2 separate regions of the Oryctolagus cuniculus genome follow, and region 2 is linked to region 1. A link is a contact called in public Hi-C data. All regions are on one chromosome and are shown on one strand. Each heading gives the region's core, a stretch centred on a gene start, on an enhancer-like site or on the middle of the called end of the contact. The rest is flanking DNA. Distances are from core to core; before and after follow the strand shown. Region 1 holds the start of MAMLD1 (mastermind like domain containing 1). Region 2 overlaps MAMLD1 (mastermind like domain containing 1).

Region 1 (7,625 bases), core at 2,402-4,901:
TAAGTGACAACCACAAAACAACTTCTGTTTTCAACAGTAATTGAAAGAATCACTCTCTGGATCCTTGTGGCCACTTGTGAGACTGTGACAAATACATCCAAGCCACAGTGCCACTTGGTGACATGACCCAAGACTGCTTTCATGCAACTATCACAAACCTCTTGGCCTGACTTTGTTTAGGTCATGAACTGCCTTAAAATGTGATGAAAGCTATGGACACTTTCCTAGTATGTGTGCATAATCCTGTGGCTCTCTGAATTTCCTGGAAAGTTCCAGGAAAACTGAATCTAAGGGTCCTTGAGAGAGACTCTATGCCAGGTCAGGCACTGTGCTAGGAGCTGGGAATATAGCAGTGAGTAAAATAGGCAGCAGTGGTTGCCCTTTGGGACATAACCTATAGAGGAGGTCAGCTGGTGGTGAGTGCTAAAGAGAAAACAAAGCAGGGAAGGAGAGAGGAAGTGCCAGAGATGGGCGTGGGCTTTGAAATGTTATATAGGGTAGCCAGGTGACATTTGTGTCAAGTCTAAAGGAAATGAGGGAGCCAGCCTCTTGGATATCTGGGGGAAGTGAATTCCAGTCCAAGGGAACAGCTTGTGCAAATGCACCAAGGTGGGACATACCTAGTGTGTTGAGGAAGAGTCGGAAGCTGTGTGGCTGGTGAACAGGGTGAGCAAGGCCAAAATACATCAATGATGTTATCAAAATAGGGGGTTACAGGGCAGGCATGTTGTACATGGCCTCACAAGCCACCAGAAGCACTTCAGGTTTTTTTGTTTTTTGTTTTTTGTTTTTTGTTTTTGTTTGGACAGGCAAAGTTAGACAGTGAGAGAGAGAGACAGAGAGAAAGGTCTTCCTTCCATTGGTTCACCCCTCCAAATGGCCATCACAGCTGGCGTGCTGCGCCAATCCGAAGCCATGAGCCAGGTGCTTCCTCCTAGTCTCCCATGCAGGTGCAGGGCCCAAGCACTTGGGCCATCCTCCACAGAGGATGGAGCAGAGAGCTGGACTGGAAGAGGAGCAACCGGGGACAGAACCCAGTGCCCCAACTGGGACTAGAACCTGGGGTGCCGGCGCCACAGGCGGAGGATTAGCCTAGTGAGCCGCAGCATCGGTCATGCGCTTCAGTTTTACTTTGAGTGCACTGGGGAGTCACTGCAGGGGTTTGCAGAGAGATCAGGGAATAAACTGTGAGGATTGCGAAGAGGGAAGACACGGGGCAATCTGGTAGGCAGTGACTGGAGTGACCCAGGAGGGAGACACTGATGGCTGGAGTCATGAAGGAATGGAGTAAACAGAGATTGTGGATGCATTTTGAGGACAGAGACAACAGAATGGTTTGCTGGACTGCATTTGGGATATGAGCGAAAGAGAAAAAGCAAGACTCCAGGGCACGCAGCCTTGGGTAACTTAAAGGATGGAACTGTCTTGAACAGAGGTGGTGGACTATGGGCGTGGTGGGTTGGGCGGATGGCCAGGAGTTCACTTCCAATCATCTGGAGTTTGAGATATCCACCGGCCAGCCAGGTGGTGGTGGCAAGCCAGCAGTGAGCCATCTGAGAGAGGGGCAGCTGTGATCTCACTGGCTTCTCAGGACACTGGGGGAATGCACATCACGCCACCCCCTGGAGAAACCGAGCAAGTGCCTTGAGGTTTGACTGGCTCCTGCCCTTTGAGGAAGGGGATCCACCTTTGAAAGCACCCTGCTCAAGGAAGACACAGTCCATCTCCAGCTAGCTTTGTTTGATCGGATTCCCTTCAAGAGTCTCCTGAGCTCTTTGAGCTCTCGAGAAAGCACTGGGTGGTGTGTGGACTCCCCCTTCCCTTCCCCACCTTCAACAGATTGATCTGTTCAGTCATCAGAGAGCCTTGACCGGTCCTGGCTTGACAGCAGGGGGGCCTAGCCAAGGTGTATTCCTTCCCAACAGCCCGGCTGAGCTGTGCACCTTGCAGCAGTTGTGCCTCCTGGGTAGCCCAGACACTGCTGTTCCATCAGCGAACTTCACCCACCCAGCCTGTACCTGTACCTGTACTCCTGTAGCCCACAAAAGCATTTCATTTGCTTTTCTAAGGGGACCCAAGCGTTTGCCGAGGGCGGGGCCATGAAAGGAAGGAGGAGCCAAGAGGGCAGTAGACCCACCGCTTCATTAGTAGCCTGAGGCTCCGCCAAGCTTGATCCTAGGTGGTGGCAACAGGTTGCTACTCCCAGGTGCAAGCAGGCGCTCCAGGGCTGCTGCTGCTGCTGCTGTCAAGAGCTAGGCTTGGTCCCTGCCTCAGCCACAGGCGCCTGGGGAAATCCAGGTTAGGAATTGCAGCCCGGGTGCGACCTGGGAGAAGGGATACAGCCCAATGCCCCAGGAGGGAGGAGGGGGCAGAGAGTGGTGTGCCTCGGCCCCAGAGCAGAATGGGAACCCTGGCTCATTGGGCAGTTGGCGAGAAAGCAATGTTTCTGCTGAAGCCTCAGGTGTCAGCAGACTTAACCCCGAGGAGAGGGTCGGTGCAGAACAGCTTGTGCAGGAGTTTCTCTCACCCTGGGCTAGTGGGGCATAAGACTGGCTGGCGTTTCTGGGTTCTTAGCTAAGCGCACAGGCTGGTGGGCGTCCACCTCAGTGCTGAAGGCGGGGTGGGGGGGGGAGTGAAGAGCGCGGCTCTAGGGAGGGGTGCAGCTTAGGAGCAGCACAGCAAGTGTGTTTGACCCTCAGGGCTGCAGCTGGCAAAGGGACACGAGGCTGGACGACCGGTGCTGACCACCCCGCAACCATCCACCACAGGTGAGCAAAGAGGAGCAAAGGCACAGGCTCTGGTGAGAATTGGGAAGGGGGAGAGTGGCTGGAATAGGACACTTCGTGATGAGATTTCTCTGGGACTCTTCGAAGGTCTTCCAGGATCTCTTTTCTCTAGCATTCTCTATTCTCTCCCCCACTTCCCTGCTCCCTCACTCTTCCCTCTCCTTCTCCCTCTCCCCATTCTCTCTGCCTCTGTAGTGCCTCTCTAGATCTTTATCTCTCGGTCTCTGCCTTCTCTGTCTTTCATGGACTCCTCTGTCTCTCTTGGTCTGGAGTGTTCTCTCTCCCTGTCACTGCTGAGTGCTGACTCTCCCGCTCTCCCTGCTGGCTCTCCGTCTGTCCTGGGCACACTTCACTCACCAGACACAGGAATATGCCTGTGGGTTTCCCGAGTGCACCAGGCAGCCGGCAGCCCATCGGGAGCTCTCTATTCGCTCCTGGCTGCGCTCTGGGTTCTCTCCATCAGCGCACTGTCTAGGCTAGCCACCTGACGCCTAGGGCACAGGCTGCCTTCTACTGCGTGCGGAGCTGGCCAAGTGAGTGTCCCCGTGCCTTTTCTGCCCCTAGGGGCCTTCTCCAGCTGTCCTAGTCTGAGTTGCCTGGGAAAATGAGGCAGCTACAGCAAAGTCAGTTTGTGGCCGCTTACCCCTTTAAAAAGTGGTTGGAGGGCCCCGGGGTTCCTCGCGCGGCTGTGGCGCTTTGGCTGTCCACGGGTTGGGTAGCGCAGCTTCCCCTTTAAGGCCGGAGCCACTCATCCCTGTGAGTGTGAGGGTGTGTGAGTGTGCGGCGTGCGTGTCTCCTCCTCCCCGAGTGACACAGCAGTGAGAAATGCCTATCAGTAACTTAAACCCCCGAAACTCCACCTTCCGGGCGCGCGGCGCGGAGCCCGGCGGTGGGAATGGAGCGAGCAGATTGAGGCCGCCACTGCCGCGTAGCCAGCATGAACTTGGTCGTGAGCTGAAGCGGCCAGCGGCAGGCGGGTGCGGGGGCACGGGCCGCTAGCCACGGGGTGATCTGCAACGGGGCTGGGCCACTCGGCGGGCGCCTGGGGTCAGGCTGCCCAAGCCGGCGGCCGCCCGCCCCTTGGGCACTGCCCCCGCCGCCTCCGGAGCTCTGCAGCACGGTAAGGCTGAGGGCGGACGCAGGAGGTGCAACTGCTCTGGGGTCTCCGGGGTGTACTTGTGGCCATCACTTACAGTCCCCATCGCTGAGGATCTAGGGCCCGGGGGTGCTGCGAGCCGGGGGACCCCAAAGTTTGCTCCGAACACAAGGCCCACCTGGCGCTGCAGGCGTCTGTCCCTTTCTCGGACTGGTCCGGCCAGGCTGAGCGCAGCTCACAGCGCCCGAGAGCTGTGGCCTCAGCCCCGTGTCTGAAATTTCCTGAAATTCGGCAAGGGCAACCACGTACCGAGGAGAGAAGGGAGAGAGTAACAAGCTGTGTCGGGGCTCCTGACCGCTGCGTTGGGCTAAGGGGAGGCTCCCACTCCGACCCAGCGCTCCTGGGCCACTCACAGCTTGGATGCCACTGGCGACTGGGTCTCTGCATGCTGGCTCCCTGAGCCCGGGCTGATCGGCAGTGGGCGCTGGGGAAGGATTCCCTCACCCTAATCCGGTTTGCCGCTGACCAGATGAGATAGTGTGGAGTGTGCGCGCGTGCCTAGCCGGCTGCCCTGCGCTCCCTCCCCAGCCAACTCCTTGGGAGAGAAGCCTGGCGCGGAGCTGCCTACCGGAGTCAGCCCAGACTGTGCTACTGCCTTGCGCTCCCAGCGCCGCGGAGCCAGAATCCGTGCTTTGGGCCGCTGGGCATCAGCGTGGGGGCAGAGCCTTGCGTCTGTTAGAGCGGGCGGGAAGCCCCCCGAAGCGTCGCCAAATACTTTTCTCGGCCAGTTGGCTTGGGCAGGCTCGGTTCCAATGCAGTGCGACGGCAGACTCCTGGAAAGCTGGCGATGCCCTCGGATTCTGATTCGTGAGTAAACTCGGACTCAGCAGACACTAATCGGATTAGCCTGCCAGAAAACTCAGCACCGAAGCTGTCGGAACCTCAGCAAAAAGAGACGCACCTCAGGTCAGGGGAATCACTCCCCTGGGCGCTGTTGCAGCGGGGTGCGGTTAGTCTAGCACCCTGAATATGGGGGTGTGTGCGGGCAGGAGTGCAGGGTGAATAGGGGACGTAGGCTGATGGGACTCCCCTCGCTGGGGTGGCTTGTCGTTGTTTGCCAGCAGAAGGAAACCCCCCCTCCCCCGGGGCGCTGTCTTCACTGCGAACGTGCCATTTGCGGGTAGCCGACCAGGGCAGCCCCGGGACATTGTCTGCCAGGGTGAGCGAGACAAGCTGAAGAGAGACAGCCGCGCTCTAACAAAGACGCAAAGTCTCCGCAGCCCGAACAATTTTGAAAGAGTTGGCTAGGGAGAGGGCCTGGGTCTCTAGGGGGAGACGCTCACGGGAATCCTGCCGCCTACAGCCGGGGGATCATGTTCCCCTGCTCTGGTGGGCCACTGGGCAGCACTGCCGCAGCGGGCCGTCGTTCGGGTGTCCACCAGCCAGGCGGGGTCCACCATGCACTGGCTGGGGCTTCCCGACCGCCACCGCAGCTCCCGGCCCCCGGAGGCCACGCAGCTTCTTTCCTTCCCTGCCTCCCTCCCTCCCTCCCACCTCTTCTTGTCTTTATAGATCCCCTCTCCCTCCCACCCCCGCCGCCGCCGCCGCCGCCGCCGCCGCCGCCAACAATCCGCTTTATAAAAAGCCCCTTTGTTTCCCTGGAGGCTGGAGAGAGGGAAGGGGAAAGGGACGCAGGGGGCGGGGGCGGCTGTCTCCAAGTGGCTCTGAGCCGCTTGGGACTCTAGGGCAAATGTAGGAGATGGGGGAGGGGTTGCGTTTCAGGGACCCTCTGCAGGAACTCAGGAAGGCGCAGGGAGCCCTGGCCCCCAGCTCCCTATGCATGCCTGGCATGCCAGCCTTGGATACCCTAAATCCCGGCAGCCCAGATGTCCGGGCGGGCTGTGTAGCGAGCTGGAGAGCCTTGTTGCCCCAGGCGCCCAGCGCTCGGCCAAGGCTTGCAGCTGTGCTCGCCGGCCTCGGGCATAGGGGGCGCCGTTTCCTCGGTTTCGCTTTGCGAAGGACTCCCAGGCTGTGGGGCGGCTGTAGCGCCCGCCGGTAGCTAAGACGCCCGCGTCGGCTCAGAGGTTTTTGCTACTCCACGTCTGGCTGCATTCCTTCCCGCGTCCTCCGCACCCTCACCCTCACCCCCACCCTCCACCAACACCGGGGGCTCCAACTCTTCGTGAGTTCCTTTTGTTTGGAGGTGTGCAGGGGTGGGAGCCACCACCTGCTGGGGCCTTGCTGTCTGGGCAGGCAGTGAGGACCAGCGTGGCCCTTGGGACCCAGCGCCTACCTGCCACTTCAGCACTAAGTCAGCGTCCGGCACTTGGGAATGTCCAAGATGCACGGGCCGCCCGCTTTAGTGGAATCGATGATTTAGTGGGCCCTTCTTCCTTACACCTGCCGCTCCTCTGCCGCACACCTAAAAATCTGAGGGACTTGGGCATAACATCCCGAGGAGTGTTAAATATAATTTAGAAGCAACCATTCGCCATCCTGTCGGTCCGCTCCACCCCGTCGCCTAAAGTGGTCAGCTTCTCTCCTCTTGAAGTTTGTTCGGGAAGGGAGCACTGACAATAAGGCAAAGTGACAAATAAGGAGAAGTGGGCGGGGCCCCGACTCTGGCTGGTGGGTCTCCGGAGCAGGAGTCAGGTCCCTTCCTTCTACCGCCGCCTTGCCCCTCCCCATCTCATTTAGTCCGATGCCGATTTTGTATTTATGCCTTTTAGTGTATCCTTCCTCTAGGCCACTCCATTTCCATGTCTGGAGATCAGTAGTAAGTGTTGGTCTTTGGAGCAGAAGGTGAAGCGCTAATATCCCCCCTCCCCCATCTAAAAACCACAAGAAAGTAATCAAAGGGTAAACTATTAGTTCTACCTACTCCTCCCCCTTTGTGCTTCTCTTCTGGAGCAAGATCATTGGAAAAGAAAGCTGCTGATGTGCGAGATGGAACATATGGTGCCTCCATAAGAGAGAAGCAGAAATGGCCTTGAACCTGCCGGACAGACCAGCTGTTTGCTGCCAGCCAGAGCAGCTAATCAGCTTCTTCCCCTTAAAGTAACAGCCCTCTTTTCTCTTGATGACCAGTTTGCATATTAAATAGGCTATTCTCCAGAGTGGAGAAATGATGGGTTCCTGTATTGCGTTGTGCTCTGATGGTTGTCCAATGCCTATTCCATGCTCTGGGGACTGCTTTGCTCTCTGAGTGCCTCCCTGCTTCCCCTGTGAAAGCGTCCCCTTCCATGCTAATGTCAGAATGTTGCATAAAGTACAACTTGAGAAGGCGGTGGCAGGAAAAGGGGGAGAGAACCATGGGGCTGATAGATTTCCAGATGCCTGGGAGGAAACCTCTCTGTTTTGTTCCTGCTGCCTTAGGAAAAACCAGCAGTCCTTCCTCCTTTCCCTCTTTAAAAATATCACAAGGAGCTGAAACTCTTCCTCACCATACCTCCTTAAACGCCGTCCTCTTCCGGCCATGAGCATTAGTACAGTGTGTTTTGGTGGGCGTGGGCTGGGAGGGGGCAGTTTGGCATTGGAAGAAGAAAGGCTTCAGGAGATACAAGGAAACTCCATGTTAGGAAATCATTAGCAAAGGGTGACTTCGTCTGTTTTCCTGCCACTGACGCTGACAGTGACACAGATGTGTGGGTTGAAAGAGGAACGTCATTGAATTTTTAAACTCAACGAGGAAATAGCCTGTTGCTGGTGTGGGGGTGGGGGCTACATGTTAGCTGCATTTCAAG
Region 2 (7,625 bases), core at 2,850-5,349, 94 kb after region 1:
AAGAAGAAAAAAAGAAGTGCTTCTTAGATGATCGCTCTTAGCTCCATCTTACAAACAAAGCCCGAGAGGCTCAGTGTCGCAGTGACTTGCCCAGAGTCACACAGTTAGCCAGGGCCACAGCAGGGACTTCACACCAGGCAGTCTCACTCCAGAGCCTGTGCTCATCCCCAGATCCCTTCTGACTTCTGCTTCTTCATCCCCTCTGGCTTTTTCATCGCTCAAGGCAGCCGATTCTCTGGGCGAAGTCTGTGGCCATTCCCACTTCTCACGGTTCTGATCGCTACCTGTCTTCTTTAACTACTGCTGCATAACAAAACCCAAACATCAGCTTCAGCCCACATGTATGTGACCTTGCAGTTTCTGTGAGTCCAGAGTCCTGGCATGGCGTAGCCAGCTCTTCTGGCTCAGGAGCTCTCATAAGGCTGCAGTCGCTCCCTGACTCCAAGGGAGGCCCGGCTCCCAAGCCCTCTCACGTGGATGGTTGGCAGGAAGCAATTGCTTGCAGGTTGCTGGGAGGAGGCCTCAGTTCCTCATGCAATGCTGACCACATGGCCTCATCGTAGAACATCTCAGTACAAAGCAGCTGGCTTCATCCAAGTGAGCAAGAGAAAGTGTTCCACCAAGGCAGGGCTGAGGCACGGAGTGCCAGCAAGTCAGAAATCACAGGCTTTCTGCCTAGTCTGCAAAACAGCATCCCACCACGTTTGCTGGATTCTGTTCAGTAGATGTCAGCCAGAGAGCAGTACCTGAAGATGTGAGCACCAGGAGGCAGGGCTCTGCAGGGGGCCATGTCAAGTGTCTGCCTGCACAGAATACTGGTGGTCATATCACTCCTTTCCTTTGCTCTCCTCCCTGCCCAAATTCAGGCCCTCTTCCTTCTTTATCTGAGCTCATACAGTTGACCCCTAACTGGTTTCCACCAACAAACCATCCAAAACTCCAAGACTTGCCTCGCTAAGACAGTGATCCGATCATGTTGCCCATTGGCTCGGAAACTCTCATAGGCCCCACCAACCTCCTCACGCTCTGTCCATCAATCCCTGCCTTGCACTTCATTTCTATACCCTTAAAGTGCTTGCAGCATGTGGCCCATTGTGTGTGGCTTCGCCTTTGCTCCTGCCACTGCCTATGCCTGGCCTTCCCTCCCTCCTTTTTCTAACTCCTGAAGCTCCTCCAGGCTCAGGCACCACCTGCTCCCAGAAACTTTCCCCTGACCATCCTAGGGGCTTCTCTTTCCTGCTGTGCTTCTCTTTCTCCTGTGGAGGAGATGTCTGGAAAATGCTTGGCCCAGCACCTGGTACACGGAAAGCACGTGTGTCAGGTGCTGACTTCTTATTCGAGGGCCCTATAGGAGTGTGACCATGGCAACCCCCAGGGGATAGACATCATTTCTTTTCCATCCAAGTACCAGGGAACCTCAGCGGATAGCATGCTTGACACTCGGTGATTGGTCATTTGATGGATGTATACAGCAAACAGAGCTCCTGGGGGTGGGGGTGCTGGGGTGAGTGGCCGGGAGACAAACAAACCAGGACAGAGCAGGCAGGCCACCTCGGGGTGTGGGCCCTTGTCTGCAGTTCAGGAGCACTTTGGTTTGATTCTATTATAGGGCTGTTCCCAACAGTTTACATGGACTTCTGCAGCTAGCTCGGTGGAGCACCAGCATCAACACTGGAACTCTTTCACTAGCAGGCAAGAACCTCAGCCTGGAGACCTGTCAACACCTAACATTGTGAGCTTTCTGTTTTGTTTTGTTTCATCTTCAAATGGGTACATTCGTAGTCTCACTGTGCTGCACCAGAGCCACATTAGTTGCTCAGAGGGAGAAAGCTTAACGATTGGGGTCACGAAAACCACAGCCAGCCAATTACCTGGGGCGGGGGGGGGGGTGGTTAGAGAAAGAGCAAGGCCAGAAGCATGGTAAGGGCTTCATGGGATCTCCGCCAACAGACAGGATGCCACTGCCGGCAAGTGCTGCCTTCCCAGCCAGTGCTAGCCTGCGCCCAGGGGACTCAGTATTCAACTGCCTTTTCACAGTGATATCCTCAGGGGTAGGGGCTGTTATCATTGCCTTTAATGTTGAGAAGAAAGGCACAGAGAAGTCACCACAGCTGCCTGCAGTCACACAGCAAGTCAGCGCCAGAGCAGGGAGTCCTGCTACTCCTACTTCCTTGCATGGAGCGCTGCCCGCAGAACTTTCTATTCCTACCTTAGGCTCTTTACTGCTTCTTTCTCTGCAGAGTGACGGTGGTGAGAGGTTGTTTGAGGAGTAAATGTGTGAATACATCTAAAGAGCTTTGGACAGGGCTTGGCACACTGGGTTTGCTCTCACAATGACTGTAGCTGCTGACCCTGAGCCCAGGCCTGTCTTCTGGGGCTACAGAGATCTGTCTGTTCAAAGCCAGGAGCTGTGTCAACACAGGACATGAGCAGCATCCTCTCCAGACCTCTTTTCTGCCATGCCATGAGGGTAGCAACAGTTGTAGGGCCTGTGAGGTCTGCGGGCTCTTCCTGTTCTAGACCTTGCCCCTCCCAGACAACTCCCAGCCTGGTAGAAAAGGGAGCAGGGCCACGTTCACATTGCAGGCTGGAACTCTCAGCTCTCATAACACCCTGTCCCCAACAGTCTGTTCTCTACATGGCTGACCAAGCCACTAAGCTCTGCTCCCTTCTCACAGCCTCTCTCTGTGAGCTCTAAGGCATAAGAACTCGGCTCTGGGGTGAGAATACAAGCTAGAAAGAGGTGAATATTTGCGGCAAGAGCTGATAACCCTGTGGCAGGACAGGTAGCTGCCCCAAGGTGGAGCCATGCAAGCAGGGCCATGGCACTTCCTGTGAATGAGTGTGGCTACCATGGAAACACTGGATGTTTATTCGAATCTGGAGCTTAGTTTGATAAAGGAATAGTTTCTAAATGTGAAATGAGATGCAAACTCTTGTATAAGCAGAAATGCCAAATCCAGCTGTCTACAGGAGCTTGTGGTTATTTGCAGAGTAGTATTTCTCAAGTTGTAGGATTTCATTTTTACCAGATGTGTGGATGATCAAATTTCAATGGAATGTTTGCTTCCTCTTAAGGTAAAAGGTAAATGCCACCAGGCTTCCAGGTGGCAGTTCACCATGGTAGGTTGGGCAAGGACAGTGGAGGCAGACTGATCTGAGGTTCAAGTCTGGTCGTGGACGCTGACTGAGATGGTGCCATGAATAAAGTTGGTTACCCTCTTTGAGCGTCCACTGACAACGAGGAAGGACCAATTCCTATGGCATAAGGCACTGAGGAGACAAAGGAGATGATAACCTGAGACTGCCTAGAACAGTGCCAGGCACGTGCTGTCTGTTCAGTCAGGGCTAGTGTGGGCTTGTGACTCTGCTTCTGAAAGCCCTGCAGCCAGATGCCTTTCCAAGACTTGAGAAAGAGAATATGGTTCAAATGCCAAATATCACACAACCCTCCAGTGGAATCTGGGGCAGCATTTTGTTATTTTTGCAGCTAAATATGAATATTTCTCAAAGTGCAGGTCAAACTTTGCCCCCAAATAAAATTTGGCAACCAATTTATACAATTAAGCTGTCAGAGCTTCTTGACCTTGAACTTACAAATAAGTTCAAGTGGATCTGAAATTATTAAGGGTGGGACCTTGAACTCTTTTTGGTGTCGTGGCATCCAGCCCTGGTTTATTAGATTTTAATGACCCCAAACCGCCTCCAGCTTATGCCCAGGCTGGTGACATATCTTAGTTTTAATGGAAGTGAGACAAAATAAATGTTGCTGCCATGAATCCAGTGCTCTTTCTTGCCCTGAAGACCACAGGGGATACCCTAGTGTGGTGCAAAACTTAGGGCTAGGACTTACCTCAATTTTATGATTAACCACTAGAGAATGGAACTAACATTTACTGAAAGACAAAAGTCCATGCAGGAGGTGGGCATGTGCTGTGGGAGAGTGAGGCTCACAAGACGCAACCTCACCGCTCCCCCCGCCCAGTGCCCTTGCTGCACATGCCTTGGAGCCCCACTGCATTTGCAGAGCTGGGAGTGCAGCTTCACGGGAAGAGGGAGTGGATGCTGGCCAGTTGGAATCAGAACAAAAAAGCCTGTAATCTGATCCTTGAGGCAGGCAGTAAGCACAGCACAGGGGGAAAGGGGCAGCTGCAGAGGAACAGACCAAGAGGCACATGATGTTGTTTTGACAAATTCTGAGAGCAGAGGAGAATCCAGCCTGCCTTGGGAAAGGCTGCATTAAGCTATTGGGAAAACTACACTTTTGACCTTCAGCAAGAAACCACCCATCCCTTTAGCTTAGGCAACAGTGAGTACCCAACAGTTGTGGAGACAGTGACCATGCCATCTGCTCTCTCCAAGGGCTGGGCCTTTGATGGAGATCTAGGAATCTCCATCTGAGGTGGAGCCTTGGGGAAGCCCCTGTCCACCCCAACCTGTGGTCCTTTCTCCTGCCCAGCAAATTGAGCCTTCCCAAGTATAGCACTCCCCGCATCCTGGCCTGAAGGGAGACAACACAGGACAGGGACACCATGGTGTTGGTAGAGGGCAAGTGCTAGAACTGGTCTCAAGTCCAAGTTCAGAGATCCCAGGCTTTTGATTACTTGGATCCAAATCCTAGGTCTGCCATGTTTTTACTTTTTCAGCCTCTCCAAACCTCCGTCCTGCCACCTGTAAAGTGGAGATACTAGTATCCCTGTCCCATTGGGGGTTCTGTGAGGATTAAATGAGGTGAAGTAAAAGCACTTGGCACACAATAATGGCCCATCAATGCTAGCTGCCACTGTTTCAGGAATGTTCTAGAAACTTGCAATACTAATAACCCAACAGAATGAGTCTTGATTGCACGCGGGTTCCTCTTTGACTCCCAAGAAAGGGCAGCAGACTTGGAGAGGAGGAGCAGGAGGGTACTCAAGCAGGGTGCTCTCATGGCGGTGGTGTCAGGCAGGACTTTTGCTAGGTGGCCAAAGAGGTTGAAGACCCCAGAAGGGAGGAGAGTAGCTCACCAGGCCACAGCTTCCAAAAGTACCCTTGGCTAGTGGGGATGGGCCAGTGTTGGCTTCTCTTCCCTCCAAACCCAGATGGCTTACATACTAGGAGCCATATGGGTGCTGACTAACAAAGATGACCGCAGGGTAGCTTTAGGTAGGCAGGGTCAAGAAGGAGTGGCCCAGTTCTATCTGCAGCCAACTTGGATCTGACCCCAGTGGCTTATAGCAGGCCAGAGGCCACACCCCCATTTCAAGATCCAGACACAAGTCCTGCCACTGCTAAAAAATGACAATGAATAGAACAAACGGTATGTACATGAATGACAGACTGAGGGCTGGACTTGTCAGTGTGCTCAGCACCAAGGCCACCGGGAGCACTGGTCTGGCTTGGCCATGGCCCTGGGGCTTGGCGTTCCATGTGGACTTTAACTGAGAAGCCACATGGATGCCATAGTGTGCAAAACAGCCATCCCAAAAAGGGAAAGGCCTCATGTCTCTTTCTCTCCCTTCCCTCCCTCTTCTCCAGCACTCACCCAACCCTTAGAGCCTCCACAAGGACGCTTTGCAGATTCCTTTTGGTTTGAACTTCCAAGGCTGCGCTAGCCTGCTTAGTAGAGCATGACCTTTTACTACTGCTGTCTCAATTAGCACTGCAAATGAAATTCCTTATGTTTGAACCACAGCCTCCCTTTGGCAACAAAAATGATCAAACCAGGTTAGTGAGGCCAAAAGAATTCCCTGTCTGGTCGAATTCACACCAGCTCAAATTTTCAACTAGATTCCACAGAGATGGCAAGTGAACCTTTCTCTATTCTTGGGATTACTCATAAGGAGTTTTAGAAAGTGATCTTGACCTTGACTCTCCTTCCTTTCGCCTCCCCCCCCCCAAGAAAAATCAGATGCACTATGTGTTGTTGATGAAAGACCTGCCACCTTGGACTTACAAGTGCTTCCCTCTTTGTGAGGGTCAGGGTCGGGGGAGGGCAGCAGTGCTGGCCATGTTCAGAGAACTCTCTTTACATGTAGTCTTACACTACTTCTGAGAAGCGTCCCTCATTCCATCTCAAAGGTTTGTTTTACTGAAGTGCAATAGTGGGGCTCTCTGGACAAAGCTCTGGGCTGCCTTTCTGTCAGCTGACAACTAAAGGAATTGCCAGATGATGGACAGGACGCCAGCAAGTGCAGTTACAATGAGCCTATGGGCCACGTCCATGGCTTGCCCGGTACACATCTTCCCTACTGGACATGGGACCGTTTTTCTAGATGAGCCATCTCACTTTGTTTTTAGACAGGTTCTAAATATGGGCTTGGTTTTTCCTCCTTTCTAAATTGGGGTGCAATGCACTATTTAGTTCAGGGAAACTTTGGGGAGGGGCTGCTTTAGGAGGAACCATGATTAGGCACAGCGCAGCACACATTTTGAAAACTTAGAAATGGAGATCTCAGTTTTGAGGAACTTTTGTTTTCACCTCTGTGAATTTCCAGGAAGTGCAACATCATAGGCTGTTGAATTGGAGAAATAGAACCCAGCATTTTTCAGTTTCCTTTTTGCTTTCTGAATGTCACTAATGATCCTCCACCTCAGAGCTATGCTCCTTTTTCAGAAAGTGGAAATTTAAAATGAGCTGCTTGTCAAATGCCAACCTTTTAAATGCCGATCTTTTTTTTTTCTGTCAGCAGTGTTGAAGAATGAGTGAGGTGATGCATTGCAATGCACGTGACTTCACATTGTGCCCCCAGAGTACTAAGCTGTCACTCAGTGTAGCCAACACTGAGACTTACCGAGGTGCACAAAGCCCTCCACGGCAGATGACTCAGTAACAGAGATCAATCGATGTGATTTTTTTCATTGCTTAGCAACTAGCTTCTGAAAGGCAAAGCAACAAGCATTTTCAGAAGCCTACTGTCAGTGTTTTGTTTTGTCTTGTCAGAGCATACCTGAAGAGAAACAAGGAAACTTGTTGAAGCTGAGGTGCCCACAATAAGACCTTTTAGAAAGGAAGTGCATAAGTTATTTTATAGTAGGTTAATTAAAGCAACCTTCTTATTTGTCACTGGAGGGCAAGGAAAAGAATCTCAGTTCAGTTTTCAGGGAGTAAGAGAACAGAAATAAATCATTCTATCGTGCTGCTTTAAATGGTCTCTCCTTATGAATAGATCCAAACCCCAAACACAGAACACCATATGGACTGCCAGTCCAGTTTTGCAATACAATGAATTTGAAAGTGTAATCCTCTACTACTGTTAGGCCCTCCCAAATGAAAAGTTAGCAAAAGAGAAGCAAGATCTCCAGCAGATGCAGTCACAGGGGACTTGCTCTATCCAGCTGAGTTGAGGAGTGGATGGTGGCAGAATGACAAGGAGAAGGGGGCAGAGATGTGACCCACCTAGGAGAGCAAGGGCTTGACTGCTTTCCTCTCATCTTCTTTGTGCACCCTCCCTCTCCCAGATCCATCCATGCTCCCATATCCCAGATTCATGGAGACCTTTCCTGAATCTATTTGTTCTTTTAGCCAGTTCTGTCTCTTGTGGGCTGACAAATCCCATGACCTGGGCCTGCCATGTAAAGCAACTGTGTGCTCTCACTTGACCCCTTTAGAGCTTGCTGGGGTCGGCAGAGGACAGAGGCTGTTT

What was found. Hi-C and Micro-C count contacts between places; a contact is called where the count stands out from the background.
Region 2: a Hi-C map of an unstated tissue shows a contact between it and region 1, with 3 times the contacts expected there. The contact joins the enhancer-like site here to the promoter of MAMLD1 in region 1. A contact is called at or near these places in 3 of 6 Hi-C or Micro-C datasets (ear pinna, psoas muscle and an unstated tissue).

Annotation. Positions count from the first base shown.
Region 1 is chrX:129,148,387-129,156,011 of mOryCun1.1, forward strand. It overlaps MAMLD1 (mastermind like domain containing 1), which reads left to right and starts at 3,652. Exons shown (of 7, transcript XM_008275037.4): 1 at 3,652-3,906.
Region 2 is chrX:129,242,417-129,250,041 of mOryCun1.1, forward strand. It overlaps MAMLD1 (mastermind like domain containing 1), which reads left to right. Exons shown (of 7, transcript XM_008275037.4): 4 at 1,610-1,732. Among named protein-coding and RNA genes, the nearest start is that of MTM1, 92 kb to the right of the region's middle. Within about 2 kb of position 4,100, at least 1 of the 8 cell types and tissues checked has an H3K27ac peak or open chromatin away from gene starts, as enhancers often do.